Regions from separate parts of the Mus musculus genome. Here all the other regions are linked to region 2. The links are chromatin contacts, called in public Hi-C and promoter capture Hi-C maps. All regions are on one chromosome and are shown on one strand. The core of a region is the stretch at or near the end of the contact, and the rest is flanking DNA. Distances in the headings are between cores, read along the strand shown. Region 1 holds the start of Ap2a2 (adaptor-related protein complex 2, alpha 2 subunit). Region 2 holds the start of Inpp5a (inositol polyphosphate-5-phosphatase A). Region 3 holds the start of Tollip (toll interacting protein). Region 4 holds the start of Ctsd (cathepsin D). Region 5 holds the start of Dusp8 (dual specificity phosphatase 8). Region 6 holds the start of Mob2 (MOB kinase activator 2). Region 7 holds the start of Mgmt (O-6-methylguanine-DNA methyltransferase).

Evidence for each region. Promoter capture Hi-C pulls out the DNA fragments that hold promoters and counts their contacts. A called contact is a pair of places that touch in the nucleus more often than the background predicts. Capture Hi-C pulls out chosen DNA fragments and counts their contacts.
Region 1: a promoter capture Hi-C map of pre-B cells shows a contact between it and region 2, with 2.8 times the contacts expected there. The contact joins the promoter of Ap2a2 here to the promoter of Inpp5a in region 2. A contact is called at or near these places in 2 of 39 promoter capture datasets (cranial neural crest and pre-B cells) and 1 of 9 other capture datasets (adipose tissue).
Region 3: a contact with region 2 is called in a Hi-C map of CD8 T cells, with 4 times the contacts expected there. The contact joins the promoter of Tollip here to the promoter of Inpp5a in region 2. A contact is called at or near these places in 1 of 39 promoter capture datasets (pre-B cells) and 2 of 484 Hi-C or Micro-C datasets (CD4 T cells and CD8 T cells).
Region 4: a promoter capture Hi-C map of pre-B cells shows a contact between it and region 2, with 4 times the contacts expected there. The contact joins the promoter of Ctsd here to the promoter of Inpp5a in region 2. A contact is called at or near these places in 2 of 39 promoter capture datasets (liver and pre-B cells).
Region 5: a contact with region 2 is called in a promoter capture Hi-C map of pre-B cells, with 5 times the contacts expected there. The contact joins the promoter of Dusp8 here to the promoter of Inpp5a in region 2. A contact is called at or near these places in 2 of 39 promoter capture datasets (hippocampal neurons and pre-B cells).
Region 6: a contact with region 2 is called in a promoter capture Hi-C map of liver, with 4 times the contacts expected there. The contact joins the promoter of Mob2 here to the promoter of Inpp5a in region 2. A contact is called at or near these places in 2 of 39 promoter capture datasets (liver and pre-B cells) and 1 of 9 other capture datasets (liver).
Region 7: a contact with region 2 is called in a promoter capture Hi-C map of liver, with 2.4 times the contacts expected there. The contact joins the promoter of Mgmt here to the promoter of Inpp5a in region 2. A contact is called at or near these places in 2 of 39 promoter capture datasets (liver and pre-B cells).

Annotation. Positions count from the first base shown.
Region 1 is chr7:141,560,187-141,564,400 of GRCm38.p6, reverse strand. It overlaps Ap2a2 (adaptor-related protein complex 2, alpha 2 subunit), which reads right to left and starts at 2,221. Exons shown (of 22, transcript NM_007459.3): 1 at 1,975-2,221. The coding sequence starts at 2,041.
Region 2 is chr7:139,387,194-139,391,508 of GRCm38.p6, reverse strand. Inpp5a (inositol polyphosphate-5-phosphatase A) reads right to left here and starts at 2,400. Exons shown (of 16, transcript NM_001127363.1): 1 at 2,045-2,400. The coding sequence starts at 2,119. It overlaps Gm46004 (a long non-coding RNA gene), which reads left to right and starts at 2,362. Exons shown (of 2, transcript XR_001778314.2): 1 at 2,362-2,943.
Region 3 is chr7:141,899,838-141,904,058 of GRCm38.p6, reverse strand. It overlaps Tollip (toll interacting protein), which reads left to right and starts at 1,598. Exons shown (of 6, transcript NM_023764.4): 1 at 1,598-1,783. The coding sequence starts at 1,751.
Region 4 is chr7:142,385,504-142,389,342 of GRCm38.p6, reverse strand. Ctsd (cathepsin D) reads left to right here and starts at 1,516. Exons shown (of 9, transcript NM_009983.3): 1 at 1,516-1,606; 2 at 3,725-3,839. The coding sequence starts at 1,539.
Region 5 is chr7:142,092,507-142,096,776 of GRCm38.p6, reverse strand. Dusp8 (dual specificity phosphatase 8) reads left to right here and starts at 1,493. Exons shown (of 7, transcript NM_008748.3): 1 at 1,493-1,854. It overlaps Gm32786 (a long non-coding RNA gene), which reads right to left and starts at 2,611. Exons shown (of 7, transcript XR_870057.3): 1 at 2,438-2,611; 2 at 699-1,100.
Region 6 is chr7:142,058,300-142,062,650 of GRCm38.p6, reverse strand. Mob2 (MOB kinase activator 2) reads left to right here and starts at 1,617. Exons shown (of 5, transcript NM_028308.2): 1 at 1,617-1,666. The coding sequence starts at 1,650.
Region 7 is chr7:136,892,733-136,896,554 of GRCm38.p6, reverse strand. Mgmt (O-6-methylguanine-DNA methyltransferase) reads right to left here and starts at 1,969. Exons shown (of 5, transcript NM_008598.3): 1 at 1,868-1,969.

The DNA.
Region 1 (4,214 bases), core at 972-3,471, 2.2 Mb before region 2:
CTCTAGGAATGGTCTTGTACATTCCATACAACTTTGGGGAACTATTTACCACTATTTCAACTGAGGCACTTGGTGTTGCCAAACATCCTCTAAAACATAGAACTGTCTCCCCACAACAAAAATCAATCATCCCCAAAGATTAGCTATGCCAAGGAGGGATGGCTTCTCTACCAATCAGCCAGTAAGTTATTTACCAAGTTCTTACCATGTACCACCTCTGATCAAACACAGGGCATGTCTAACAAGTGGTAACCTGTTGGGTGAGAAACTGGCTTTCACTCTCAATGTCCTGCACAAATGTAACCCTCTTCAGAAGGATGGAGCTGGGGAAATGGTTCAGGGGGTAAAGATACTTGCTGCCACACCTGAAGACCCACATGATGAAAAGGGGAAACAGACTTCTGAGAGAGACGTCCTCTGACCAGAACACAGGCACCATGGCTTGTGGGTGAGTACACATACACACACAACACAAACACTTATAAATGTAATTTTTTACAAAAATTTTAAGAAAATAACAGCTGGGCGGTGGTGGCGCACACCTTTAATCCCAGCACTTGGGAGGCAGAGGCAGGTGGATTTCTGAGTTCGAGGCCAGCCTGGTCTACCAAGTGAGTTCCAGGACAGCCAGGGTTATTAAAGAAACCCTGTCTTGAAAAAACCAAAAAGAAAAAGAAAAGAACAAAATGCTTCATGACTATGAATGTTATTGTCTAAAATTTTGGTAAGCCCTGATCCAAGGATGCCTGTATCTTTGCAGAGCAGGGAGGGACAGAAATCTACCTCTTCCAGAGTCCTACAGACCCAGGCAAGCTGGGGTCCTGCACACAGTCTTAGGGAATACAGTATAAATTTAAGTGTTAGTGTGACGACACACTGGGCAAAATTCCTCAGGAAGCATATTAATCTCTAAAGTAACAAAAATCATGGAGTCAGCTATTTGCTGGATACCAAGAAAAAAATAAACTGACAGGAAAATGGCTTTTCTTCTCATCAGTAAGGGGGTGTCTGATAACCCTCAGAAGTTTCTGTAAGCCAAAGTCCTGGGCACCCGCCCTGCCTGACCTTTAACCTTCCGACCCATTTCACTTTGAGCAGATTTTTTTTTTCCACCCAGGGGACACTGGCTACAGAACTGCTCAGCGGAGAAGCAGGCGCAGCTTCCAGCATCCACACCCGGCTGCTCCCGGTTCCCTGGGGGAATGAGTCACTTTAATCGCAGTGGGTGAGATCTAATCATCGCCCAACATGCCGCCTGAATCAGGTCCGAGAGACGTATAGTGTCCCTATCCCCGCCCAAAGAGAAATCCACGCTGTTTTGGAAAAGGCTGGGTTAAAGGCTCCATTACTAGAAAGACCAAGATGACATCATGCTGGGGAGGGGCGTCTAGGGCCGGAAACCCCTCGACTGTGCCACAAACCCCACAGACTCCCCACCGCGCCCCGCACTCCCATCGCTACACCTAGATCTCAAGACACCTAAGCCCCGCACCTCAGTCTGAACACCCACAGGCAATCTCCCAACTGTCCAAACCCATACATGCAATCACTCTACCAGGGGTCCGCACCCCAGATCTCTGCCTAACATCTCTGCTCCTACCCCAACCCCACTGCCAGATTTGCACCTCCAGGACCCTGCCCCACTCACCAGCACGAATCTTCACTCTACACCTCATCTTCGGGTCAGGACTTGGGACACCACCACCATCACCCCAGTCTGGTCCCCCCGCAGCAGGCTACCAACTCCCGCCAGATGTGCACCCAGGACGCGCGCTCTGCACCCTAAGCGCCCGCGCGGGACCCCCGCCCCACCGCGCGATCTGCACTCCACAGCCCTCCTTCTCAAGCCTGAGCGGACCCGCGCACCGGCCCACACCCCTCTCCCCGTTCCGGCCGAACCCCCCAGACCCCCGGCCGCACCTGCGGACCCCCGGCCGCGCCCCCGCTCAGGCCCGCCCGGCGTCTGGCACTCACAGTTGCGGATGTCGGAGATGAAGACCGCTAGGCCTCGCATCCCGTCCCCCTTGGATACGGCCGGCATCTTTGCGCCCCGGGAGCGGCCTCGGCGGCGGGCTAGAACAGCACGGGCGCGGCGGTCACGCCGAAGAGCCCTGGAGCGCGGAGCCGCCTAGCCACAGCCGCCTCGGGCCCCCGAGCGCCGCTCGCTGGGCTGCGCGCGCGAGCACGCACGACGCACGCGCTGGCGCGCACGCTGAGCCTCGCGCCCGGCGACGGGCGGTGCAAGAGAGCGTGCGCATTCTCGCGGTGCTGGGGGGCGGGGGGAGGACGAGGAGGATGGGGGCGTGGCGCGGGATAGAGCCGGATTGCTGCTTGGAGAACCGGAGCTGTGCGGAGCGCGCAGGCGCTACACCTCCTGGTATCACCGCCTGGTGAAGGATCCTTCCAATGTATACCGGAGTAGCCCCGATCTCGCTCTCACGGGTGAGCCCGGCTTTACCTAGACAGAGACACTGACACCAGTGCGGGATCAACCCAGTGTCACACAGGGGTGTAGGGGAGGAGCGGGCTGCACTAGCACCTACAGCAGTCAACCTTTGCCTGTGCAAACCGGCCCCAGAGCCCTGGCAGTTGGACTGACCTACCCCAGGCCACCGGCGTGGAACCGGAGTGAGAGGCGTTTACAAGCCTCTAAACTGGGACAAAAGGAAGCGCTACTCCAGGTTCCTACTTCCCTTACAAATGGGGAAACTGAGGCTTGAAGCTAGACTGACCACTCTTGCCGAGGTGACTGTTGTCTGGAGTACAACCTCTCAGCATTCATCCAGGCCCCTTTGCTTATTGCTTCTGCTCCCCTGTTCCCCTCTCTAGCGAGGTGGCCCCATTGGATCCTTCCTATGGACCCATTTTGCAGAAGAGCGGGATTGGCCCACCACTCCAGGAAGTGGAGATCATGGTGGCTCTTCCCTAGCTCTCTTCTGTGAAGAGGAAGCTTCACACCTAAGGTGGTTATCATGATCCAGACCCACTAGGCAGAACTCTCTGTCCCTTGCTTTTATACAGATGTGGTAGAGCCTAGTCCAGAGAATAAGAGGCACGACCCTCCTATAAATCAGGCAGTCCACCAAGGTCCCAGGACTGATGGAAGAAACTGAGAACATAATAAGCCAAATCTCTGGTGAGGCTGCTGAATTTGCCTGACTTTTTAAGAGGTGAAAGAGCCAGCACCAGAAAATAAACTTCCTCCAGCTTGTCTGCACCATCAAAAAGATGCTTCTGGGCCATATAAGGAGTGCTGGACAGGTGGCAATAGGAATCCCATTGCTTATGCCCAGACAGGAATGAGACTGCAGGAGATTCTCAGACTCCTCCATTGTACTGACTCTGAGAGTCACCACAGCCATCCTATAGTTAGTATTTTAAATAATTTCATTATAAATTATTTATTGAAAGGGGTGTGCAATGTGGAACTCAAAGGACACTTTGTGAGAGTCAATTTTTTTCCTTCCACCTTGTGAGTCCCAGGAAGCACCTTTACCCACTGAGCCATGTCTAAAAAATGGTTAATCTTGGTTGTCATATTGGATAGGATCTACTACACTCATCATGAAAACAAACATCTGGACACACCTGTCAGGAAGTTTCTAGATTAGTCTGATTGAGGCCCACCATAAATATAGGCTGTAAGGGTCCTGAGCGGAATAAAAAGGAACGGGGTGAGCAACAGCATTCATCTGTTTCCTGGCTGTGGTGACAATGTGACGAGCTGCCTGAGCTCTTACAGTCATGACTTCCCATTCTGAGAGAACATATCCTCCAACTGTGAGCTTCTACAAAACCTTTTCCTAGCTTGCTTTTGTCACAGCAAAAATAAATAATAATAAAGTGTCGCACAAGTGTGCCACATCAGGCCTGACAAGTGGACACAGGAAAGACTCCACCTATGGCCAGTGCCACCTATGGCCATCTCAGATACACAAGCCACCAGATCACTTTCCCCACACCGAAGCCTTGAACCTGAGCACATGATCCTTCCAAACCACTCACTGAAGGAGAGGCTGCCATTGGTAATGTGCCTTGAGAACAATTCTGTTTAAGTTGTCTGAACTAGAGACTTGTCACAGTATTTTCCCCAAAGACAGATGGTACTGAAAGCCCTGCCTTCCTCCACAGGTTGGAAGGGCGCTGCAAGCTCCAACTGCAGTTTGATAGAGGGGACAGCAGAGCATCCCAGACAGACAGCCCTGCCCTGTCTC
Region 2 (4,315 bases), core at 1,151-3,650:
TGTTGCTAAAAAGTGGGTTAAGGTGGCCATGGTGGTTATACCACCTTTAATCCCAGCAGATGCAGGTAGAGCCATCTGCCTAGTCCACACTCTAAGTACCTGGCCAGTGAGAGCTATGTAAGGGCTCTATACATAAAGAGGGTGAATTAAGTCACCCCCTTTAATATCAGCGGAAAGAAGTATGTACGTATCCAATTGAAACACAACAAAAACTCTAGAACTCAGAAATCAAAAATTACTAGAAAGAATGTTTCTCACAGCAAAATTATTTTCCCTTGGAGATGAAAGTGCCCCACCATGCCTAATTTTCCTGACATTTCTGAGGCTTTGAAGCCACAGCTAACGGATCTGAATCATCCGAACAAAAACCACGCTACAGTGACATGTTACTGGAAGGCCTAGAATAGAGTGCTAAATATACAGGCCCTGGTGGAAAAACGATCACACGTGAAACTACAGCAAGTTGTCCATTGCTTGAGCGGACAGACAGCGCCTCTCTAGCAGGGAACTAAAACACTGGCATGTCTGTAAGTGAAAATAACAAAATATAGCAGTAACGCCTGCCTTTTACTAATAAAAGCCAAGCTTACGCTGACTGTGAACCCAGCTCTGTGAGACTCTTCTCCCATGCTCTCTGCCAGGAAGGAAACAGGACCCTCGCCTGAAATCTACATCAGGCCTGTATCCAAGCCCTGGCACCATCCCGACTGTTCACCTAGGTAAGGGGGTGGGTGGAGAGGGAGGAAGGGGAGTCAGTGGCTCCAAGGTTTCATCTGTGGCATTACCCTTTCTTCTTCAACAAGCATGCCACTTGGAGCCGCATCCTGCTTTATTTGGGTTGGCAGTTTAAGTACCAACAGCGGGGTGGCACCATGGCTGCAATGCTGAACTAGGTCAGCCCCAGCCTGCTCCAGGGAGCTCCCAGTGCCCCAGGCCTCAGCTCCCTTCTGCCTCCCAGAGGAGAAGAAAGCCCAGGGTTCCAGGGTGGGACTGGAGAAGCCGTTCTACAAGATAAAGGCCTTTGGCATCATTTTTGGCCTTGAAGAGCTTTTCAGCACCTTCTCATTTAGTAAACAGGAATATAAAGTCCCCCAAGGCTTGAAGAGAGCTACCTCATTTGAGAACTAGTGCTATTGCAAGTTACATGGCAAAATGAGGTGCCTCACGCCTCAGGCCCCTCAGAAGACAAGACCAAGGGATGGGATATAGGTACCAGGACTCAGATGATGGAGCTCAAGGTTTGGGACTGAGGTCTATTGGGAGGAAGGTTCGGGGATGGGAGATGGGGTGTAGAATTAGAGGCAGGGACCTCACTCTGGGGCCAAGAGTAGGTGTAGGATCTGAGGTTTTAGGGTAGAGACTCAGAGTTCAGGGTCAGTGTGGTATGGGTTGAGAGGAACAGGACCAAAATTTTTGAAAGCTGGGTTTCTGGAACCAGAAATCAGACTTGGGGGATCAGAGTCAGAGACTGGGGGCCAGGGGGTGAATCAGAAAACCTGGGGTCAGCGTATGCTTGGGTTTGGAAGCCAGGACATCCAAGTATCAGGATTCTGGGTCAAAATTCCAGGTCAGTACTTGTGGCTCTGGAGTTCCAAGGCAGGAAAAAGATAGGGATTTGCTGTCTTGGGAGCAAAGCAAGGAACCAGCATCAGGATTCAAGGATCTGGACTGAGTCTGGGTTCCTGTAGTATGGGTTAAGACAGGGGTTCAAAAACTGAGTCTTCGAGTTTGGCCTCGGGTACCAGAAAAGCGGTGTTAAGGTCCCGAGTGTGTAGCTGGAAGTTTCCTGGCCTAGGGTACCCCCCTGCTATGGGGTCAGGGTCTGTCTGGGGCTTGGGAAAATCCTGGTCGGAGTCTCCAGCTGTGGGTAGGGGGCATCAGAGTCACACGTCCCAAAGACAACTGGCCCGGAGTCCGCGGCTATAGAAGACGCTGTAGGGGCCGGAATTTAGGGTCTCCAACTGAAAATGGGGATGTCAGGGTCCCGGGCTGGGAGACTCCTAGCCCGTAACCGCCCCTCCCTAGCCGACGGCGCGGCACTTACGTCGTCGAAGAGCGAGCCCACGTTGGCCGTGACCAGCAGGACCGCGGTGCCGGGGGCGGCCGCCTTCCCCGCCATGGTGCCCGGGCGGAGCGGGCTCTGGACTGGGTGGCGGCGGCCGCTTCCTGCGGGGCCGGTAGGGCTGGGGTCTCGCGGGGCCGCGGGGCGTCAGCTGCGCCGGGGGACAGCACAGGGGCGCATCGCGGGCTTGGCGGGTCGGACCGGGCCTGGCCGGGGCTCCAGCCTCGCGGTCGCGGCTCTTCGCTGCTCCGCGGCCCCGCGCCCGCTCGCCGCCGCGCCTCACAGCGGCCCGCGCGCAGCCATTAGACCCGCCGGGAAAGTTCCCGCAGCCGCCGCCGCCGACTCCGGCTGGGACAAGTCCCGCCCCACAGGAGGTGGGACCCTAGAAGGCGGGGCTGTCGGTCGCGCCGGGGGTGGGGCCTCCCTATGGGGCGGGGCCTGCACACAATCTACAGACTTGGGTCTTAGGCTCCCTGGCTCCGGGTCCACTGGAAGGGCGGGTTCTCGAGCCTGAGTCAGGCTGGGGGTGGGGTTTGTGCAGGGGCGGGCCTGCTCACAGGAGCTAAGCCTAGGGTGGGGCGGAGCCAACACCAGATGGAGGAGGGGAGAGGCGGGCATATGGGGCATTCCTGTCAGTCAGGCCCCTGAGTCCTCCCCTGGCTTTGCCCCGCCCTGCCGCGGTTACGCGCATATTCCACCCTCCACTCCCATGACGTCACGACCCTGTTACCAAAGCGCTTCTTAAAGGAGCCGCGAGTTTGGACGACTACAGCCCGCCTTCTTGTTGGGAGCCCTGGAGATCCTTGGAACCTCTGTCCTGGCCCCCCATCCCCCCCCCCCGATGTGGAACCGGTCTTCAGCCTGGGTCCAGGCCCTCGCCGGTACGGGGAGTCTGACGTAGGCGGACCGTGGGAGGGAGCAGGGCCACGGAGAATTAAGGAGGAGCCTCCTCCAGTCCCAGCTCTGGGTCTGCAAAGAGTGGGTCTGCAGATCAAGTGTATGGGATTTTGCAATTTCCTAACACGTCCACCCAGTTCCTTATATAGGACTTTGCTTACAAAACAGAAAGCTGTTGGCATCCAAAAACAGAAAACTAATAAATCCTTTTAAGAAGCAAGCGTATTGATGTACTCCTGTAATCCCAGTACTCGGAAGTTGTGGCAGGATTGCTATGAGTTCGAGGCCAACCTGAACTCATAGCAACCTAAACTAGCTTGAGACCATACCCCGCCCCTCCCACCTAAAAAAGAAAAAGTTCAGATTAGGTGTTTGGATAGCCAGCTGTGGCCCCCATGCCACACCCAAGGACAGTTCCCAAGGTGGGGGATGTGGTCAGTCCGGGAATTTTAGCCACCAGAGAGAGCTGGAGGTGGGGGGCAGGGAGGTATGCTAGTTAGAAGAACAGAATCAGTCCTACATGTAGAAGGAATCAAGAAATTTCTCTGAGATAGAGTCAGTTGTTCCTGGAGGTGGGACGGGGCTGGTAGGGAACATATAGTGAGCTGGGTAACCCTTGCTAGTCTAGGCCTCCAGAAAGCCCTGTCCAGTGGGGCTGCTGCGCTGTAGCCTGCGAGGAGGCATCCAAAGAAACAGTACTACAGACATACTAGAACCCTGTTTGCAACGACAGTTCTTCTGGTGGGTTCATTCTTTAATTTTGTATTTAGTTTGTATGTATGGTGTGCATTGGTTCAGACACACACGCTACAGAAAACAGGTTGCAATTATCAGTTCTCTTCTTATAGCATGGGTTCTGGGATTTGAATTCGGGTCATGAAGCTTGGTGACAAGGGCTCTTACTCACTGAGCCATCTTGCCCGCCCGCTATAGATGGACTTTTCAGAGGTTAACAACCGCCGGAATTAATTTTAACAGGGCATTTACTTAACGCAATGGATGTGAACATCATCCAGTGTGGAACTAGCATTTAGCAATGTTAATGAGCTTCCCACAGCAAGGCTTTGAAATGAGTATCTGGTGCTTACAGCGCAGTGCCCAGTAACCACATGCTCCCTACCAAGTGTTTCCCAACTCTTGGCACCATCTGAGAAAGAATTCAGAGATGCGACAAAGAAAAGGATTAAGAGAAAGTAGTATTACAGAGAGAAGCCCACACTCAAGGAGTCAGTGTGTACAGGCTTCTGGAGAAAAACCTGTGGCCGTGCTTTTGAATGCTCTATCTTATAGACAAGCTTTAGAAGAAGAGAGGGTATTCAAGAGTTAAAGTTAGGGAAAGACATTCTAAGACTGGAT
Region 3 (4,221 bases), core at 349-2,848, 2.5 Mb before region 2:
CTACAAATCCGAGTCAAGAGTGAAGGCAACAAAGGGGACAAATACAAGATGATGAACACAGAGATGCTAAGCCTTTCATCCATTTTCTGTTACCCATAACCTCTCTGCTGAGTGGAGTCAGTACTAGCAGCAGAGCTAGTTTTCAAGTTTCTGCAAAGTAACCTAGGTGAATTTTATCATAGTCCACCTATACCAGAGTTTCTATCTGCTGCAAATCTAGTAGAAACAAGTAAGATTATGTCCAGCCACGTGATCCCCACCATGAGAGAGCTTTAAGTCAAGGAAGAACAAATGCTGTGGTTCTGCTCTGACAGACTGTGCCAGGGCTTGAACTGATTTCAGGAACGTACTGAAGCATTTTATGAGATAAAGTTTTTTCTTGGGAACAATTCCCCCTTGGTGTTGTTGGTGGTGGTGTGTGTCTTTTTTAAACTGCTTAGTACTGAAGGATTTGGGATTCATCAGAGGCCATATGTGTGGTCTTAGTCACAAGGGGATCCTATTGTGCTATCCAGATATAATTTTATACAACAGGTTGTCTGCTGCATGTTTAGACACAAGTCACAGGTTTTGTCTATAACCAAGAAGAAAGGATTGAGCAGGGATGTGGACACCAGGAGAGATCAGGGGTCTCTTTAAAACTCTGTCTGCCACAATGGATAGTCTTTTGTGTCTTAGCTTTATCAGCATAGAGATGACAGTTTGGGCAACAGGAGCTAGAGACCGGTGAGAACTGGATATAGATCAGTGTCCAGGAACAGAGCCCAGATGCAGTCCCATGTTATGCCAAGGTAGAGACTGTCACTAGAGTTGGAAGATGTAATCTTAAAGATGAAAGGAACACAAGAGAACATGGTGTGAGTGAGGAAATGTTCTTGGTACTCCTAGACAGTACCAAGTCTATTGCCGCACAAGTAAAAGGGGACCTACAGACTGGTGACCACCATAGGGTAAACTCCTTATAGGAACTACCCTGGTTCTATCTGGCCAAGTATTCTTCTGAAGAGAGTGCTCTGAAAAGGCAAGAGTGGGTGGCCCGGGTTTCCTAGGGACAGATCTTCATCTCTCCATTCATTTAGCAAATCCAAGGCTGGTGGAAGTTTTCCGTCCCACTCTTGTCTCTCCTTCAGCTTGGTTTCTTCTTTTAAAATTTAAATATAAATGTTCTCCCTCCCACAGAATTTTGAGGTAATTCAAGAGCTTGAGGGTAGCTGGTTCTACTGCCATCTGTTTTTTTTTTCGCTCAGGCAGCCAAACCTCAGTTTTCTCCAAGCGGATCACGCACCTGCAAGCGGTGGTATCACAGCTATCTCCAGTTAGGTGACTAGACGCTGTGGCAACTCGACCGAATTGAGATGTGCGTCCCTGTTCTAGGTGTATGCGACTGGGTGAGCAGGCTTCTGCCCGCAGGAGAGTGTTCAGGTTTAGGCATGCGCAAACAGTCTGACAGCCATTTTAACGGGCTGCTGAGCGCCCGAAGGGAGCCACTGCGCAGGCGTGTACGGGAGACCCATTTCCCCCTGAGGTCGGAACACGCGTGCGCGGATTAGCCGGAAGGGGCGGGGCCAGCTATTGCCAAGCTCTGTGCTTTGGGAACGCCGGGGTGGGGCGGGGCGGGGCGACTGTCAGCTGACTGAAGAGCCGATTGCCTCGCGGGACAACGGTCGGCGACGCAGCTTGTGGTGGGAGCGGAAGAGCTCTCCCGGCGGGTCTCTGTGCAGTTGGCGAGGCAGAGGGCCGCCGCAGCACCATGGCGACCACCGTCAGCACGCAGCGCGGGCCGGTGAGTGCTCTGGGCCAGAGCCTGGCTGGGGCAGTGGAGCCTGGGGTCGGACTCCTCAGTCTTTTACGGGGCCCCTCGCGGGTTGCTCTTCCGTCCCGGGGCTTCGCGGGTCCTACCTTCGGGTACCCACCCGGAGCAGCGACTCTCGTCTATCGGACATCTGGGGTGGAGGAAGGCAGAATTTGATGGTTCCCCAGATGCCCACGGGCCCTGAAGCTCCTGGCCTCCTTCATGGAGAGGGATCCTGACTCCCGTGGTCCTCCTGGGTGGAGGCCCTGAATAGGGTTCCTCTACACAGAAGAAACCTTACCCCATTGGTCCCCAGATGGAGTGGGACCCCGACTTCCCTTAGTTCCTCAGATAGAAAGGGCCCTGAACCCCTTACGTTCTCAGATCTATCACCTGCTTGGTCTCCCAGATGGACACAAGCCCTGACTCTTGGTCTCCCAGATTGAGAGTGGTACTGACTACATTAATTTCCCAAACTGAGAGGTGCCTTGGTTCCCCGTCTCTCAGAGGAGTGGAGTCGGACACCTTTGGTCCCCCAAAGGAGAGAGATAACCTGGTCTCCTTGGTTTCAGAAATGGTGAAAGATCCCACTTTGTAGTCTGTCCTTACTTGTGACAGTTTCCTCTTCTCCCTAACATCTATAGAAAATAGGGTACTACCTCTTGAGCTTAGTTAGTGGCTACCTTTTCAAGCCTCAATTTCTTCATTTATAAACGAGGAGAGGGGAGCAGAGAACTTGGAAGACCCAACAGGGTTGTCTCTTCAGGATTGTCTTGGGTTCTATTATACTACCTGTCTCACCTCCCCTAGTGTGTATGGCCTCCCAGTAGCTCCCTGAGACTGGTGTGGGTGGGATGTTGTTAGCCAACTGTGGCTGTGTGGAGTAGAACATTGTTCTGATCAGCACCTCAGTGCCTTTTCCCCTGAAGTTAATATTGAGTGTGCCTGCAAAGCCTGTGGTTTCCCAGAGTTTTTTCACCCTGACAGCTTGGTGTTGATTGTGTGTGTGTGTGTGCGTGTGTGTGTGTGTGTGTGTGTGTGTGTGTGTGTGTGTAACAGGTAACTCCTTGGGATAGATTACTGATTTCCTGACTTTGAAGAAAGCCTCAGGCTTGTTAGATGCTTTTTAGGAGGGCTTTGAAGCCAGATCTCCTGAGCCACTGTCAAACTTGGATGGAGATTTCCAATGTTGGAGTTACTTTCATGTTCATCAACCCTTCTTCATCCTCACGGTGTCTCAGCAAACTATAGAAGATTGATGGTGGCTGCCAGAGGAGAAAGGGAGACAGAGCTTTGCCCTTTTCATATCCCCTGCCAAGTGGACACATGGCCAAGGAGAGTGGACCCTTTCTTACCGTGTGGTCTGAGAGTGTCCTTATCTCTTGTGGTTCAGGCTGAGTTTGAATTCATCTGATGGTGAACTCCATGTCTGTCATGAGTAAGAAGCTATCTTTCCCTGTTGCTTAGAGAAACTCTGGTGTTGTACAGAGCTGCAATAACCTACACAGTGATGAGTAATTGGGAGTGTCAGATGATGTTGATACTAGCAGAATCTGTGGAGTCAAATCCTGACGTTTGATCTTTCTACTTGCCCAGAGTTCCTGGGAGAATGTAGTCATAGAAATACAACATAGACAGCTGAGTGGTTTTAGGTTTTCATGACTTGTAACTTTGGGCTGTAAGAACTTGTCATAAGTGACGGGTATCTCAAGGTTTATTTGGGATATGCATATCTTCATCATAGTATTAGTGGTCACAATATTTAGAGTAACTGGACACTGAGCCACAGGTGTGGAGCACAGGGACACAGCTATGCATCGTAACTTATGTAAGCCAGAGAATGACAGTCACCATCAGATCTGTGCTCTTTCCAGTGACTTGATGTGGGAGGACTGCATGGGCCATAGCCAGGGTCTCTGTAGAATAGAAGGCCTTGAACTTCATCTGGGAAGTGCTATTTCTTAGAGTGCAGACCTTTTTCAGTTTTCAACTTTTCACTGGCCACTTCACCTGGAATGATATACTCATCTACCTCTGGATTCACTAATATTTGAAAAGCTTTTAGCCAGTTGTCAAGGTCTAGTAGAACTGCCAGAGTGTGGTATGCTTCTCTGCTATTCATATCACACTCAGGGTTGTATGAACCCTAAGTGAACCAAGTGCTGCTTCTAAACAGATGAAGTGCATGCATTTGGTCAGTGCTGGGTCCTGCAAGCAGCCTTCTTTGTGTAGTCCAACCGGGATTAGACCATGGCCCAGTGTCTCCATCCTATGAACCTGGACTTAGGCTTGGGCAGTTGACTCTGTAGCTGACCTTTACCTCTGAGGAGTGGAAAGGACTGACAAGAGTATCTTGGCAGGCTATAAAAGGCAGAGGACAATCTCATCAGGGTGAGGAGGGCTCTCTGTCCTTGGTTAAGGGTTTAGGT
Region 4 (3,839 bases), core at 267-2,766, 3.0 Mb before region 2:
GAATTCTTTGCAGAAAATGGACTGCAGAGAGCCCCTGGAGGTCCCCATCAGTCTCTTACCCTGTGGCTTATATGAGCCACACATGAGCACAGCTGACCGCTATGTCCTGCCTCCAGTCATGCCGACACACATCTAATGGATGTCTCTATTGGCACCTGAGCACCCTGCAACACTATTTATGGCAGGGCTGGGAGAGCCAGCATGGTGCCCCAGAGGACCTTTCCCATTGCCCACCCATGGTCCAGCAATCATCTCTAGATAGCAACTCTAGGAAGCAAATGGCAACTCCAGGGCCAGACCCTGTCTCTTGGGCTACCAAAGAATAGTCTTAGATTCAAAGGAGTAGAGGGTCAGATTCCAAGATCTTAGGGCAGCTCTCGCCCTCACACCCAAGCTTTAAGCAATGTGTGGAGTGCTGACTGTGGAGGCAGGATCCAGGCTGTGGTGACCCACGTGTAGCTATTAACACTGACCCTGAGTGGAGAGCCTTGGCAGAGGTCAAGTGCCCAACTTGATGTAACTTGATGGGAATTGTAGCTTTGAACCTGGGGAACCAGAACAGCTCATGTGTCCATGTGTAGAGTGGACTTAGAGGCATCCACCTCCTCAATACAGGTAGAACATGTCCAAAAGCGCTCCCGGGATCAGACCCTGGCAAGGCTCCTCTGCGTTCCTGTCCTTGTATGGACACCACCTCTCAGAGAGGACATTCCCCTTAAATGCCTTTCTGGGCTCAGCTCTCCATGATGGAGAGCTGGACTCTGCCTCTCTCAAACAGCACCCAATTCATTTGCTGACACCAAGCAGGGCATTAAAGAGTGAAGTAGTTAAGACCCAAGTGGCGATTGCAACCCTGGTCTCATCTCACTGTACACCCTACCCCTTGTATCAATAGATGCATAGTCCAGGACTAGGCCTGCAATCAACATTGCTACATTATGGAATGTGCATGTTAGGTGTTCCAGCTTAAATAAAAAGGGTGTTGCTCTGGGGAGATGAGTAGGTAGTGGAGCTTTGAAGAGGGTGAAGTTTGCTGGTCCAAGAGTCCAGAGAGGCTCCAGGGAAATTCTCAAGGAGGAACAGAGCTGAAAGAGAAAAGGCTTAGGTTTAAGCTGGCATCCAGGAGAGGGTCAGGGCCCAATCAGACAAAGACCACATCCTGGTAGTGGGCACCCCAATTATGCAAAAAAGACAGATTAAGGGAGGGGCGGAGCTGAGGGCAGGATCCGCCCCTCTGGATGCTTCCGGGCCTGCCTGGTCTTCCTTCCCCCACGTGACCTGTATCCAGTCATTCTCCGGTCCCAGGAAAGTGGGCGGGCGCGTTCCCGAGAGCCGTGCGTAGGCCTGGAGTAGGGCACGCCTGCGCCCGGGCAGTGTTGGAGGCGGGTTCGGGTCGCCCCGCCCCTCGCCCGCGTCTCACGTGACCCGTTGAGGGCCAAACAAGCGGGTCAGCTGACTCCGCGGGACTGCGGCGTCATCCTGCCTATAAGCCGGCGACCTCTGGCTTTAAGCTTTGCTCTCTTCGGGCCGCCGCGACCATGAAGACTCCCGGCGTCTTGCTGCTCATTCTCGGCCTCCTGGCTTCGTCCTCCTTCGCGATTATCAGGTGAGGACCCGCTCTGGGTCCGGAGATGCGGGGCTCGTCACCTGGAGTGCCGCGTGCTCCGGCCGTGCTGGAATGCACCTGTGCACCCAGCGCAGCCTTCCTCAGGGTCCCACAGACTATGGGGCGAGACACTCAAAAGGCAGGGGTCTCCTGGGCCCCTCTCCACTCCTATGACTCCTATGGTCGAACAGGAGGGTACAGTAGGGTGGCCACAAGTGGGTCTGACTCCAACCTCGCCTCTGTGTGTGTGTGTGTGTGTGTGTGTGTGTGTGTGTGTGTGTGTGTAGCGGGGCGGCCGCTTCTGAGGAGAAGTGCTGCCCCATGGATAGGATTCTGTTGAACCCAGCTGTGGAAGTTGGAAAACCTAGTAGGCCCTTGCCCCCCTGAACTTCCTCAGGCCTTTCCTTTTAAGGGACCCTGTTTGACAGCTGTGCACTGGTGCATAGCCCTAGAAGTTTACTCAAAGATGATCCCCCCTGTCCTGGGTGGTGAATCTCTCCTCCTCCCTCCTGAGTTGCACAAGTCCCAGAGAGAGAAGGTATGGAGTGGCCCAGTTCAAATACCTTGGAGCTGAGGTCTACCCCACTGGGGACCAGGCCCTTCTCAGGCCCGTGGACTTGGCCTTTGTGCTAGATGAGGTCTTGGTGGTAGCCCGTGTGTTTTCCCACTCTGTGAGTCCCTGGTCGTGGCAGGTGGCTGAGGCCGTAGGCTGCGGGAGTAGAGCTGGCTCTGCCGGCTGGGCACCAGGGTTGGGTGGGAAGGAGCCCAGTCTGTAGGCTGCAAGCTGTGGGTGGGTAGCCTCAGTGGAGCCATTGTAGGGAGTGGCCTAGGCTTGATCCTGCCCTGGGCTTGCCTGCCCTGCCCTCAGGCTTCTCTTCTCTGGGAAGAGGTGTTGTGGACTCCAGGATCCCTGAGACTAGGCACCAGAAACAAAGCCACACTCTTAGGCTTGTTGGCATGTTTCCTGACCTTTGCAGGGTGTGTGCCTCCCCTAAGCCCCAGGCCAGAAGCCTGCCTCTTCCAGCCCACTACTCTTAGGCAAGACTCCTATGTCTCTCAGAGCATGCACTGTGCATGCCAGGAAAGGTCAGCTGTGACCTTGGCTACAAATCCCTGGGCAGAGAAGTTTCAACAAGTGATTACAGATCAGCTCTCCTTGGGAACAGGAGCAAACTGGGGGTGGGGGGTGGGGTGGTGGTGGAGAGGTGACCTGGAGGGCAGGGCAGGGACCCCTCTCCCTCTGCTATCTAATGGTGGCGTCCCCTATTTAGTTGTCTGCATCAGGGCTGCAGGGAGCATATAAGGGCCTTGAGTCTGTGGTGGTAGGGCATGTAGGTTTCTTGGGTGAGAGTTGCCAGATTGTGTGCAGGGATGGCTAGGGAGAGCATGAGGAGTTGGTGTTGAAGCCTCTTGGATGGTTAGGGGAAGAACCTCCAGGGACTGTCCAGGATGATAATGTCACTGCAGGCCTGGTAGGGGTGGTTGGTGGGGCTCCTTTTTGTAGAGTCCACGTGGGAACCGATGTGGCTAGGGGCCAGGTTCAGTGGATCAACCAGAGTCCCATGGTGCACCTTGCTTTGGATGCACCTGTTCCTCCTCCTCCTCCACCTCCTCCTGATGTAGGATTGGGTTCACCAGGGCACCAGGTACAAGTGCCTGGCCACACCCTAAACAGAACCCACTAGCCAGTAACCCAGGTAGGCAGACAGAGCAAGAGCTGGCCCAGTATGTGCTGTTTGTTTCACTCTAGGGTGACTGAGAACCACCTGACTGGGGTGTGGTTGGTGAGGGAAAGGGGTGGGCACACTAGCCTATCCTTGGACATGAGGAGCGAGCTTCTGTGACTGAACCTGAGGTGTCTGTGGTAGTGATAGGATGTCCTTAGCTGATTCAGTGGGTCAGTGGGCCAGTGGGCCTATGGCTTTGGGGCAGGAGTTTGTGACATGTTGTGGCCATTTTGAGATATTTAATTTGCTAGAGGCACCTAGGTGCATGCCTGGCTGGCAGTCATTCTGTACTAGAGGGCTGCCCTGGCCCAGCCTGGGGTATTTTGGGGTGGGAGGTTGGAGGACACAGCAGTCAAAGCTGGGTGCTAATACCTCTGTCCCATCTTGACAGAATCCCTCTGCGCAAGTTCACATCTATCCGTCGGACTATGACGGAGGTGGGCGGCTCTGTGGAAGACCTGATCCTCAAAGGCCCCATCACCAAGTACTCCATGCAGTCATCGCCT
Region 5 (4,270 bases), core at 244-2,743, 2.7 Mb before region 2:
CCCAAGTTGTTTGTTTGTTTTGTGCTATTTCTGAGCCAGAGACACCTCTTCCCTCCAACCTGTATTAATCCCAGGCTAGACTCCCAGACTCCCCTTGGGCTACATAGAGAGGTTTCTGCAAGCCGGTTCTAAACACTCATAATGAACCAAGCCAAGCTGGATACAGTAGGGTAAAGGAGAAGGTCCCTGCAGAGCCTTGCCCAGCACCTAGTGTGGTCTGCAGTATTCTTCACACAATCTATACTAGCAAAGGAGTGCTCCTTCCTTTGTGCCTGCTTCACTCTCTGTGACCCTTCCTTCAACCAGCCATCTCCTAAACTCTGCCCTTCATCGAGTGAGAGGCTGGACTTCCAGGGAAAGTTCAGGACACTCCACCCCCCTCCCACCCCCCACGAGACTCATATTATCTGGTCACCTCACTGTCCACCTAGTCAGGGCCACGTTTTTGAAGTATCTGAGAAGGTCTGGCATCATGGTGGGTGCTAGTAATCTCATCACTCAGAAGGCTGAGACCAGCCTGGCATACAATAAAGAATTTTCTGCCAACCTGTTCCCGAGGAGGAGGGAAAACTAAGGGAAACGTGGCTTATGTTTGCAGGTGGACCACTTTGGCACAAGACTCCCCTTCCTCTGAGACCTGCCTGACCCCTGTGTATTTCTGCCCTAGTTGTAATTACCCATGTTTTTTGAGTGCTCACGTGGTTGTGTTCACACAGTGGGATGGAGCCGACAGTCCCCAGCGGGCAGGGGAGATGTCCGGGTGGGAGTAGAGGTCGTTTCCAAGCGGCTTTTCATTGGAAGCTGTCAAGAACTGGATGTCATAGGTAGGGGGGCAGCGCCGCCCTGGGGAGCACACCGGTGGGTCTGGAGCCCCGCCCCCTGATTTCCCGGGATGAGTGACCTGAGGCAAACCACATCGCCTAGGAGCTTCTTCTGCAAAGTGTAGAGCTGGACTTCCACCTCCAGGGGTCGTGGAGAGGACAAACGCGGATGCTGCAGGTAAGGCCCTTTGCGGCCGCAGCTCTCCATGACCCTTTTCCCTGGGCCGCACTGGGGCAGGGGAGGCGCACTCTGGGAGGGCGTCCTCTCGCGAACAAAGGCTAAGGGAAGGAGAGAAATCCGTGACAGGTTCAGTCCAGGCGGGCCGAGAGAGGGAGACCCTTGCATACTAGGACAGTAGACGCTGGTTAGAGTGCCGCGAGGCAGAGGGTTCTTGGGGATACCAGGAGCCCTGAGCTGGGAAGGCTTCCTGGAGGTGGGGAGCTGCGGCGTGCGTGGCCCCTTTAAGAACCGATGCCCGAGAAGCTTGGGGCGCGGGGGACGGAGGGCGGTGGCAGAGAGACCCACGGCCGCCGCCAGGGCTCCGCACCCAGCGCCCGCTCCGCTGACGTCACCTGCCCCCGAGCGGCTCACTCTGATTGGCTGCAGGTGACGTCAGGGGCTTTTTCGCTCGGCATGACCTCATCCCCACCGGCAGCCCCGCCCTCCGCCCCGGGCCTGTCACTCGCGGCTCCCGCGGTGGCCGAGCCGGCTCCGCGGACCCCCGCCCCACCCGGACGCCGGACGCCGGACGCTGAGCCGGGCCGGAGCTGCCGGCCGCGCCCGCCAAGTCGCGGGCTGGGATGCGCGCCGTGAGCGCGCGTGCCCGACCGCAGTACGCGCGCTCCGTCCCGAGCGAGCGCTCCCCGCGGTGGCGGCGACGACGGCGGCGGCGGCGGCGACGCGCCCCGCGCGCCTCTCCGGCCCTTGCCCCGGCTACGCGGGCCCCCGACGGGCCCATGGGTGGCGGAACGGAGCGGGCGCCCTGAGCGCGGCACCGGCGTTGGGGGCAACCCCAGGGCAAGCGAGAGCCAGGTGAGCCAGGCGCTGACAGCGGTCGAGTCCTAAGCCGGGTGTGGGCCCAGGACGTGCGGAGGTTTTTGCGGTTGTGTGCCCTGAAGGAAGAAGCTCTTTGGAGCACCGAGAATAAATGGCTCTGCCCCGCGAGCGGCGCGCGCTGCAGATCCGCGCCTGCAGTGCGCTGTCTTTCTCGGCATATTCCTTCTTATCTGGAGGGATATATATAAGAGACCTAGGGATTCGCGGGGGAGGGCTGAGATCCAGCACAGATCGGTGAGAGTCCCTGCGAAGCGCCCCCGCTGGCAGCCAGATTTGGAGAAGGTCGTCCGCGGCTGCAGCGGGCAGGGGGATGCGAAACCTCCGACGCCAGAGGGTCGGCTCCGGCCTGCGGTAGGCTCCTTATCTGGAGAGGAAGCTATAGGACCCCCCCCCACTCTTCGACTCGCATGGCTGTCCCGTCACCCCCACTTCATGGTGCTCCACTCGCCTCTGCGGATAAAGAACATCCTTACCCGACGCAGAGGCTGTAGGCGCGATGCTGGGGGAGGGGCCGGCACGGCTGCCTCCTGCAGCCTGTCTCCCTGGCCTCTCTGCCTACCTTGGGAGGGAGCGGCCAGTCAGATGCTGCTGGTACCCTTGTGCCAAACCTTGCAGGTGGAGGAGCAAGAACAGGCTCAGCTTCCACTAGATCAGACCTCTTGGAATAAATTGGCCTCTGACTCCTTGTTGACAGGGTGTGCTGCGCCTGCAGCAGATAGATTGGGGGCCTTGATGGTGCAGTGATGGGGGTGGGGGACCAGTGTGGCATCTGCAATGCTCTGTTGTGCAGTATGGGGTGGGGGTGGAGGTGCTTCGGGTCAGGGGCACGGCTTCTTTCACAGTATGAATGAATTCAGAATGGAAATCCAGTGACCTGTAGACCCAGCCTCACATTTACTTGCCCCTAGGGTAGCTGGGTGGGTGAGGGTAGCTTACAGTGCCAGGCTCTGCCCTGGGAGATCAGAGTCCCCGTGCATTCACTATTTGGTTAGCAGGCACCTGATACAGATGAGCAGATCATGTGACCAGGAGCTGTAGGTTCATCTTTATGTCTGACTTGCTGCAGTCAGCTTAGGGACCTCAGGAGAGTTGCTGGGCAGGTTCTCGTTCCCTCCTGCTCTGTGCCCTTGGGGATACTTGAGGATACCTCTGGGGACTTAGCACTGAACACAGACGCAAAAAGATGCTTCAAGTCAATGTGTATAGGACTCCTGCCAACATCTTTCTTCTTGGGCTGATACTGAGGTTTCAACTCAGAAGTTTCAACTGGACAGTATTTCGGTGGGGTGCATCTGTGGGTTTGGAGAGAGTTCAATATGCAGCTCACAGAGGAAGCAGGGAGAGGCTGAACCCACAGCAAGAGAGATAGTTATGCTGTGCTCCTAAGAAATGTGTGAGCCAAAGACCCTGACTGGACCTCTCAGGACCACAGCTCCCTCTGACCTCCACTGTCTCTTTTTTTGGCCTGGCTATTTGCCTGACTGAGACAATGTTTCTGTTCCCTCTCCTGGGGCAAGGGTGCAGGGTAGACTGGCCAGAGAAGCCAAGGACTCAACTGCCATGCAGGAACATTTGAGCCCCTCCCTTTAGGAGATGGTCTCTGCCAGGCTTCAGAAGTGCCCAGTGTGACAATGAGCTGGCATCTCAGCATCTTGGGCCCCTAATTTCTGGCTCTTTCCTGAGAGCCTGCCTGGCTGTGAGCAGGGATACCCAGGTCAGGTTGTTGTGAGAAGGGACCCAGTCTTACAGGGGTTAATGGGCCTGGCAGCCATTTCTAGAAGTAGGGAGTTTCTTGTCACTAGGCACTGAGCAGGAGTAGATTAGTGAGGATGCCATTGAGGACTCGGGCTTTTATTGGTCACATAAGGACTTGGGGACCAGAACATGTTGTGTGGGAACCCCAGTGTGAAAGGCAATGGACTGGCACTTGGTATGTGGGCACCGGGGGCTTTGGTGTGCAGAAGGATTTGTTTGCAACTGTGTATTTCAGTCATGCACTCCAGGAGGCTGTAATGTCTTCTGTATGTGCAGAGGGACACATGTGTAATTGCACTCAGGGACAAGATGGATTGTCAATAAGGCATGCATCTGCGAATGTACAAAGGGGAGTGTTCCTGTGCCCAGGGAACAGTGCCACAAGGCCTGAGCTGTGGACCTAGCCTTCAGCAAAGGGGGTTGCCTGGGACCTCCCTGAGGGGTGTGGCCTAGGAAAGGCTCCTCTTAACTTTGAATTTAGGATTGCTTGTCTCCTGGCTCAAAATCCTTTGATGAAGGCCTACAGCCTCTGCATAAGGGGTCTTGACCACTTCCCCAACCCACTTCAAGGCTCCTGTAGAACAGGCTGATAGCTGTTCTCCCTGGGAAGAACTGGGAATGTATGTTGCTTTGCTAA
Region 6 (4,351 bases), core at 368-2,867, 2.7 Mb before region 2:
GCACAGGCCATTAAACAGCTCGTTCAACTGTCCCACATTAGAAACTGGAAGAGACTAGCACAACTCATGACACCCAATCTAGTGCAGCAGCTGATGGCAGATGGTGGCAGTCAAAAGCAGACTAGCTCACCAATGACTGATGCTCCTCGGAAGCAGTGGACAAGGCCACACTGCAAGGTAATCAGCTGACGTCTGGCTAAAGCAAAGTGATTATGGTGTGGGGAAGTCATCCAGTATGACTGGGCATCCATAGGAATAGAAACAGAGGAGAACACAGGCCTGATTTTTCTCCTCCTGATATGGTCTTGACTTGGGACTTTTCCCTCTCCAGATCTTTCATTATTATTTCAGTTTCATCTCAGGTATTTTTTGCTGATAAAACTGCAACCCCACCCACTCCCAGTGCCTGACTGTTCATGCTATAAAGAAGGAATGGACTGGACATTTCCCAGCATCCTGGAATGGTTCTTTGGGGAAGGTGAATCCCATTTCAAGTATATGACAGCTGTATTACAGCAGGCAGTTGGCCTGAAGGTGTTATCTGTCTGGTGCCTGATATTCATGACACTCTATTGAAGACACTAGTGAGTTAGGTTGTTGTGATCCTTCTGCTCAACTGTGTGCTCCTGCAAGCATCTCTCCAGTGTAGAGAATAGAGAGTCAGCCTTTCAAAAAGTATTCAATGAGTTCCTAGTACTGGTCAGGCTCTGGAAAGAGCGGACAATAGGAGAGATACCCTGGATCATGAAGAGACTTACTCGCTGGAGAGAAGTATCCTGGATAATAGAGGCTCACCCAGGAGCCAGAGGGTACAGCACATAGAGGAAGGGAACAGATGGGGATTGAAGGGGACAATCATGTCCACTGGGGCGGGCAGCTGGGATGCAAATGAACGGCCAGCAAAGCTAAGGGACACAGAAGAGGCAAGTGTGGTCAGAACAGTTCTGGCAGAGGCACTAGGTGTGGGCAAAAGATGATAACAGTGGGAAGATGGACATCAGGAGGGATGTAAGCAGCAAGGGGTGAGGCACTGCAGAGGAAAGGAACACATCCTGCAGAGCAGAGGAACTCCGATGTTCCAGCCTGGGGGGTCTGGATACTCCCAGGTCTGGGATACTGGGGTCAGGGATACTCAGGTCCCAGGAACTTCAGACTCCCACGGGTCTGTGCATTCCACAGATTCAGGCACGCTGGTGGTAAGGTTCACTCCTGGGGTCAAGGCACTCTATAGTGTCCTAACACTAGAGGTGTGCAACACCGGGGTCACTCTAGAGACACCGGGGGTGTGATACTCCAGGATCCAGGGCACTGCGCAATGACAGGCAGTTTGCGAGTCCGAGGCACTCTGGAGTTCCGGGCGTCTGGGTTTCTGGGGCCCTCTGAAGTTATTCTCACTCTGGTGATCCAGAAACTCTGGATGGTCTTCAGATACAGGATGCTCCTGGGTCTCGAAGCCCCGAGGTTGGCGATGGGGAAAGGTCCTGACACTCCAGAACAGGTACTCGGGACATCGCCGCAGGGGCCGCTGGGACTACGCGTCCCAGCAAGCCGTGCGCGCGTCACGTCCGGCAGCGGGCGGGAGCCATCGAGTGTTTACTTCCGGCCGCCGGCGGGGCTGAGGCCGAGCGAGGCGCGGGCTCCGCGCAGCCATGGACTGGCTCATGGGGTGAGTGGCGGAGGACGGCGTAGCGCGGCGCTGCGCGGGGCGGCGGCGAACGTAGGGAGCGTAGGGCGGCGGGCAGCGGGTTCCAGGAGGGGCCGGGGCACGGAAGGACGGCCAGCCGCTGCGGGGTGCTGGGAGGCCGGGCAGGCGGCCGGCCGGCCGGCCGGCGGGAGAGAGGCCCGGTCCCCGAGGCGCTGTCCCGAGAGGCCGCGGTCCCTCGCCGCGAATCGACGGGCCGCGAGTCGGGCACCTGGCACTGTCGGTCGTCGGTCTTCGCGGGGCCTGCGAAAGTTCTTCCGCCCAAGTGACTTTCTTCCAATTTACTTTTGAGGAGAGTGAGAGGCGGGCGCTCCTAGCCGCGCGCGCTCTCCCGGCGGCTCGGTTCTCGACCCTGTGGCGGTGTCCGCGGCCCTGCTGTGGGGTCCGTATAATCCTGCTGGACCACAGAGAGAGCCGGCCTTCGGCTTCGGCAGTACGAGGGCTGCGCGGGACTCTGGAGATAGAAGCGGGGAAGGCGGAGGAAAGTGTAGTGGTGGCACTGTCAGGACGTCTGAGGCTGTTTGACCTCCCAGTGCTGCAACCTAGGGAGACAGCGGACTAAGTGAGCAGCCCCAGGGATAATCAAGAGACTAAGGGAGGCCGGGAGCCACATAGTGCCACTCAGGACGTTAAGTGTGGGTGACACGGGGGACTAGGCGGAGGCTCATCTTATTTCTTCAAGAGGAAGCCCTGTCACTGGTTCCTATCTGCTTCCTAGCTATGTGGTCCTCTCTAGACTTTTTTGTAATGGATCGTCTGTCAGATGGAAGCTGTGAAATCTGCAGTACAGGTTTACTGAAGGGTTAACTGAGGTAAGGGCCAGCACATGTTTTGCATATGGTAAGCTTGGCAGATGTTATGTCCTGGCCTTTAACAAGGTCTCTGAAGCCCAGGGGTTTTAAGCATAGGACACATATTTGAAACCAGCCTATTCCAGACCATTCTTCCTTTGTGCACTTGTGGAGAGGGCCAGCACTTGACTATAACTTGGCCAAGGTATGGTTTCACTGCAAGTGAACTAGATCTGTCAGCTTGGTGACTGAGGAAGCTGACCACTGCTGTATGTGTAATTTTTCCAGGCTCATACCCATCCAGGTGCTTTTTGCTTGGAGGCTGACCAGAAGCCAGTCGTTAAACTCCTCTGTCCCTCTTTCATAGTATTACTATAAAAGTAGGAAGAATGGAAGTTGCAGAGTGAGCCTTCAGAGGACATCCCCCCGCGCCCCCCCCCCCCCATCTACTCCACTTTGTCTTCTGATCCCTGGTGAGAGCTGACAAAGTAGTCGGGAGTGAAGCCATTTTTTGCTTCAGAGTACCCACTGTTTGCTCAGGGCTGAAACTCTCTCTGTAATTAACCATTTAAGTAGTTTTTCTGTCTGGAAGAATAGGACAAATGTATCATCTTTTATTGTGTCTTGGTCTTGGTCTTTTTCTTAATTCAGACCATCCGATATCAATGAGGGGTTTGGAATGTTTCAAGGTTTGTTTGTTTGCTTGCTTATGTTAAAGTAAAGGTTTTGTTAATTACTTCATGTTGGGTGAACCCAAGTATGGGTGCAAGAGTAGAGGTCTCTTACAGAAATTGTTAGAGCCAACAGGGAGGTCTACAGAAGTTTAAGTGGAAAGCTACATCTTTCTCTTAGTTGGGTGAGGATCACGCTGGGACTTTGAGCATCTCACAGCCTTATCTTTTGTGTTCCAGCTGCTCAGGAGGAAGGGAGGCCCTGCAGGGAAGCATGCTTTGGATAACCAGAGCAGAATTTGGCACGTTGGGACTTGATGGTAAACCTGCTGGGACTTTTCTGGAGAATGTTGTAGGTGTGGCTCTTAGCCACCTCTTGTCCTGTAGGTTTCCTCTGCTTGGAGAAGCTTTGAGCTTGTTAAGCAGTATATATAGTCAGGCTCCCTTCATTCTTTATTAGAAAGGGTTACAATTTTTGTGTAGTGGGTGTTTGTTCTGTTATGGACAACCACGTGCAGGGTAACACCCAGGGGAAGCTGCTCAGGATTTGGAAGAGAGAACCCCAACATGTTATGGGATACTTTAGGCAACACTTGAATCTTTTCTGGGGTAAGCATTTAACCAGGAGGTCTGAGTGTAGTTTGAATTTTATCTAGCAGAAAGCACAGTCCAGAAGCCCCTTGGAGTCAAAAGAACATATTTTCTCCTCTTCCCACTGATGATAGTGAGTTTTCCCTCCTGCCTGGCCACCTTAACTGAACCTCTTCCCTCTCCAGTAGTCTCTCTCCAGCCTGCTACTGAGGCTCCCTTTCCGGGTGCACCTGACTCTTATGAAGCCTTTAGATCTCTCCAGTACAGGTAGAAAGAGATGAAACCTGGTGTAGGCCATTTGATACAGTGTATATTTGAAGGTCTACTCTTGCTCAGCTAACAGATAAAGCTAAATGGCCTCAGGCCTTCCAGCCTGTCTGGGGCAGCCTTTAGCAGTCCTGTACTCTGAGCAGTTGAGTGTAGGTGTTTGCAAGGTTGGCATAGGGGTGAAAGGTTTTATCTTCTGGGAAAGTATATCTGGTGACTGACACCTGACTGGTAAGAGTCTGTAGGTTTTATTTGAACAGCCTCATGTGGTATCATTTACATACCACTAAGTTTGCTTGTTTTAAGTATATGATTAGGTAATTTTTAAT
Region 7 (3,822 bases), core at 720-3,219, 2.5 Mb after region 2:
GTCCGGGGGTGTGTAAGAAATCAGGCTGAGTAAGATATGTATATATATATAGTCAACTTGACACATGCTCAAAAATATATGTATATATAATATATACAATGTGTATATATAATATATATAATATATTATATATAATATATATGTGTATATATAGTCAACTTGACACACGCTCAAAAAATATATATACATATATGTATATGTATATATATAGTCAACTTGACACACGCTCAGGTCACCTAGGAAGAGGGAACTTCAACTAAGAAAACGCCTCCATCAGACTGGCCTGAGAGCAAATCTCTGCTGTATTTTCTTCACTTATGACTGCTGTGGACAGACCCAGCTCACTATGGGTGCCTGGGCACACAGTCCGGGGGTGTGTAAGAAATCAGGCTGAGTAAGTCACGAGGAGCAAGCCAATAAACAGCATTCCTCCATAGTCTTTGCTTCAGTCCCTGCCTCCAGGTTCCTTCCCTTCTTGACTTCCGGCCCTGCCTTCCCGTCATGGGGAACCGTTATCAGGATATGTAAACCAAATAAGCCCTCCCCTCCCCAAGACTCCTTAGTCATGGTGTTCTGAGGAAGCCATAGAAAACTAAGCCAAGGACACTCCGCACACTGGCAGGCCCAGTGAGGGAGTAGAGACAGGCTCAGATGGGGCCCACTGATCTAGAACAGGACCCAAAGATCGGTGCCTTTTGCTCTCCACAGAAAGAAGTTGCTGTACAAGACACAGCCACCTTACCACAACACCTGAGACTCTGCTTCTTAAACCATGGTAACAGCAGAAACTTCTTCAAAGACATACCACATATTAGTCAAACTCTTATTATGACAGATTTTTCCCTCTAATTGAAAAAAAAATTACTCCCATAGATCCTTGTGGCCTGGCTCCTCTAGACCTCAGACAGTACCAAACTATGTCAATACCCAGAGTGGCCCAGAGTGGGTGGAGCCTCAGGCAGGGCATTTGTGCAGACCATTCTGTCCAGCCACTCTCAGGCTCTAGGTCCTGTCAAATGCTCAGATGACATGCCTAAGCTTACAGGACACTGACCACAGGCCAGGCTTCTCACATCCCCCACACCCAGCACCCTACGACAAGTGCTGCAGATACTGAGAGACACATGAAGTTAAAATCATCTGGGATCACCTGTCAGGGAAGTGAAATGAAGAGCAGGTCTGTCTACAGAGACTCTGCAGGTTGTAGAATACCCTTTCCACAAGCTCCTGTCTGTGTCTGAGGAGGGTCCAGCCAAACGTGTGCACGCACACGTACACTCAAACCTTACTTCTCTGAACTCACAATCAGGGTCTGGATGAGGCAGCTCAGAATAAAATGTACAGAACAAAAACCTAGACCCACTGGGCGCGGAGCGAATGTACTGTTTGTTTACTCTCTGAGGTTTTAACCAGGTGTGCCTAGCACCAGCCATGATGTTGCAGGACCCCGGGGCCTGGTTATTTTCTCCTACTCTCAAGAAAGAAGGAGCTATGAGAAGTATGGGCCTACTACAAGCAGATCTGAGCTACAAGCTGAGGAGCTTCTGGAAGCTTCCTGAAAGAAAGGTGAAGCGGGATCCCCACCCCCTGGTCACCAGTGAAGGGAAAGAGTATGGCCAGGGGACCTGCATGGATCCAGCAGAGACTTGAGAAGTGTTGGGCATCTGGAGGTGTGGCAGGAGACATGCCCAGTCACCAGGCAGACTTGCCCACGAACCCCGGGGCCAAGGGAAGTAGGGCAGCCTGTACAGAAGGGGCTGAGGTCCTAGAGAAAGGAAGGAGTCCTTAGGACAACTCAGAGCCACGACTGTCTCCCTGGACTTCGGCTCTCTCCAGAGAGGGCCCCACACAGTGCCCCAAAACTCACCAGCTTGCAAACTGCAGACAGCAACGGGGAACGGTACACAAGTTTTAGGTGCCTGAGCACCAAGATCTGGCACTGAGAAATACGGGCCGCAGGCGCGTGCACGGGGTGGGGGCGGGGCCTAGCACGGGGCAGGGCCTGGTGGGCGGGGGCGGAGTCAGGGTGCAGTTGATTACTGAGCTGTGGGCTTGTAGTCCGAGGGTGTAAAGCGGGCCTGGTACGCGGGGCGTGGCTCTGGGAGCTGCCGGAAAAGGGGCGGGGAGTGTAAGCACGCCCAGTGTGTGACGCAAGGGTGCCGCTCTGTGCTTCCTCCCTGGGTGCGTGTTCCTAGAGCAGGCCTCTTCTTCCAGACCTGAAACTGGTTCTTTGCCCATCCTAGACATCAGGCCGCATCATCCCACCGGAGCTGAGCTGCACCTTCTCACCTCGACCTCACCACCCCAAGTCCCAGTTTACCCGCTGAGACATAGTCACTATTTGCCAACAGCGCGCACCCAAAGGGTGGTGGAAGAGTTAAGCCCACTAGGAATCCAGTCACTGCCCAGCTGGGCCAGGGCTTTCTTTCAGGATCTTCTTGGCACTTGGAATTGGAATGGCTCAGTAGTGGTTCAGCTAGTGTGAGTATCCAGCATCTGGTGTGAGATGACAGGATTTAAATGTTGTCCACCAAGAAAGCCTTGTTGGAATTCTCCCTCTGTACCTCATAATGGCCTTATTTGGAAAAACACGGAGGTGACACTTGAAGATGATGTCACTAGTTAGGAGAGTCCTAATCTGATATTACTGCTGTCCCTGTGAACAGAAAACTAGAAGCCAGATACACCTGTGTACCAGATGCTGTGCAGGAGGTGAGAACTACCAGCCTCCTGGACTATAAACAAATTTTCATTCTTTCAAGCCACCCACTTTGTGGTACTTGATTGGCGCCCCATGGTATCTGACTTGATTGACATAAAATCCTTAGGGAATGTTATCGTCCTAAAGCTTCAGAGAGACGTGTTGTTAACTTCAGGGTCCCATCCCAGGTGCACATATGCTAAGAACCATGCTGTGGTTTTGTTTGTTGAGACCTTCATCTTCCCAGTGTGCAGCTCTCCTGCCTGGATTTGGTCCTTACTAGTACCCTGGTTCAGTGACCTGGAGGAGCCAACATTTTACCTACCACCTTTAGAAGCGTTGCTCAAAGGTTTGTTGTATGAGGAGCCCCAGTGACTCACAGAGGCCACCATTCACCCTTTGAAGCCGCCCCTCCTCACCTCCACTGTCACCTCCTCCAGACATGCTAAGAATAACTGCTGATAGAAGATAAACGAGACTCCTAGATACATGGGATGATCAAATCAAGTCTCAGAGTCCTTCTGTGTCGTCTACGCTCAACAACTTGCTTGGATTTGTAATTACCTCAGAGACACACCTCTGGGCATTGGAGCTCCCCTCCCCCAATATGGGTGGTGTCATCTCTAAGAACTGAGATCCCAAACTGAATGAGAAGGGAACAAAGGAGAAGATAAAGAGAGCACCAGCACAACTCTCTCTGCATCCTGAGCAGCTAATTCTGCTGTCATGCTGTCCCTTCAATGATGCTCAGCCTTTCTCTGAACGAGAGCGCCCCTCTCCAGCCCTTGATTTCTTTCAGGTATTTGGTTATAGTAATGAAGTGAGTAACTAGTCCACCTCCCCAGCGCTGTGCTCAGACAGAGAGGGGTATTCTTGCCCAGGGACAAGAGACATGAAAGTTTACCCTGGGTCCTGCTCTTGCTTCTTGGTTATCTTGGGTCCTCCGGTTTATCACTCGTACAGTAATTTCATAAGAATCTGTGCTGTGCACTTGTAGACCATACGTGCATATTGCACAGGCTCCTGGGATAGCAACAGACTATTGAGTAAGGATACTATTTGCCAGGCCCCATATAGCATGATGCTACCAAGGCCCAATTAGAACTGGGATCCTAATGGAA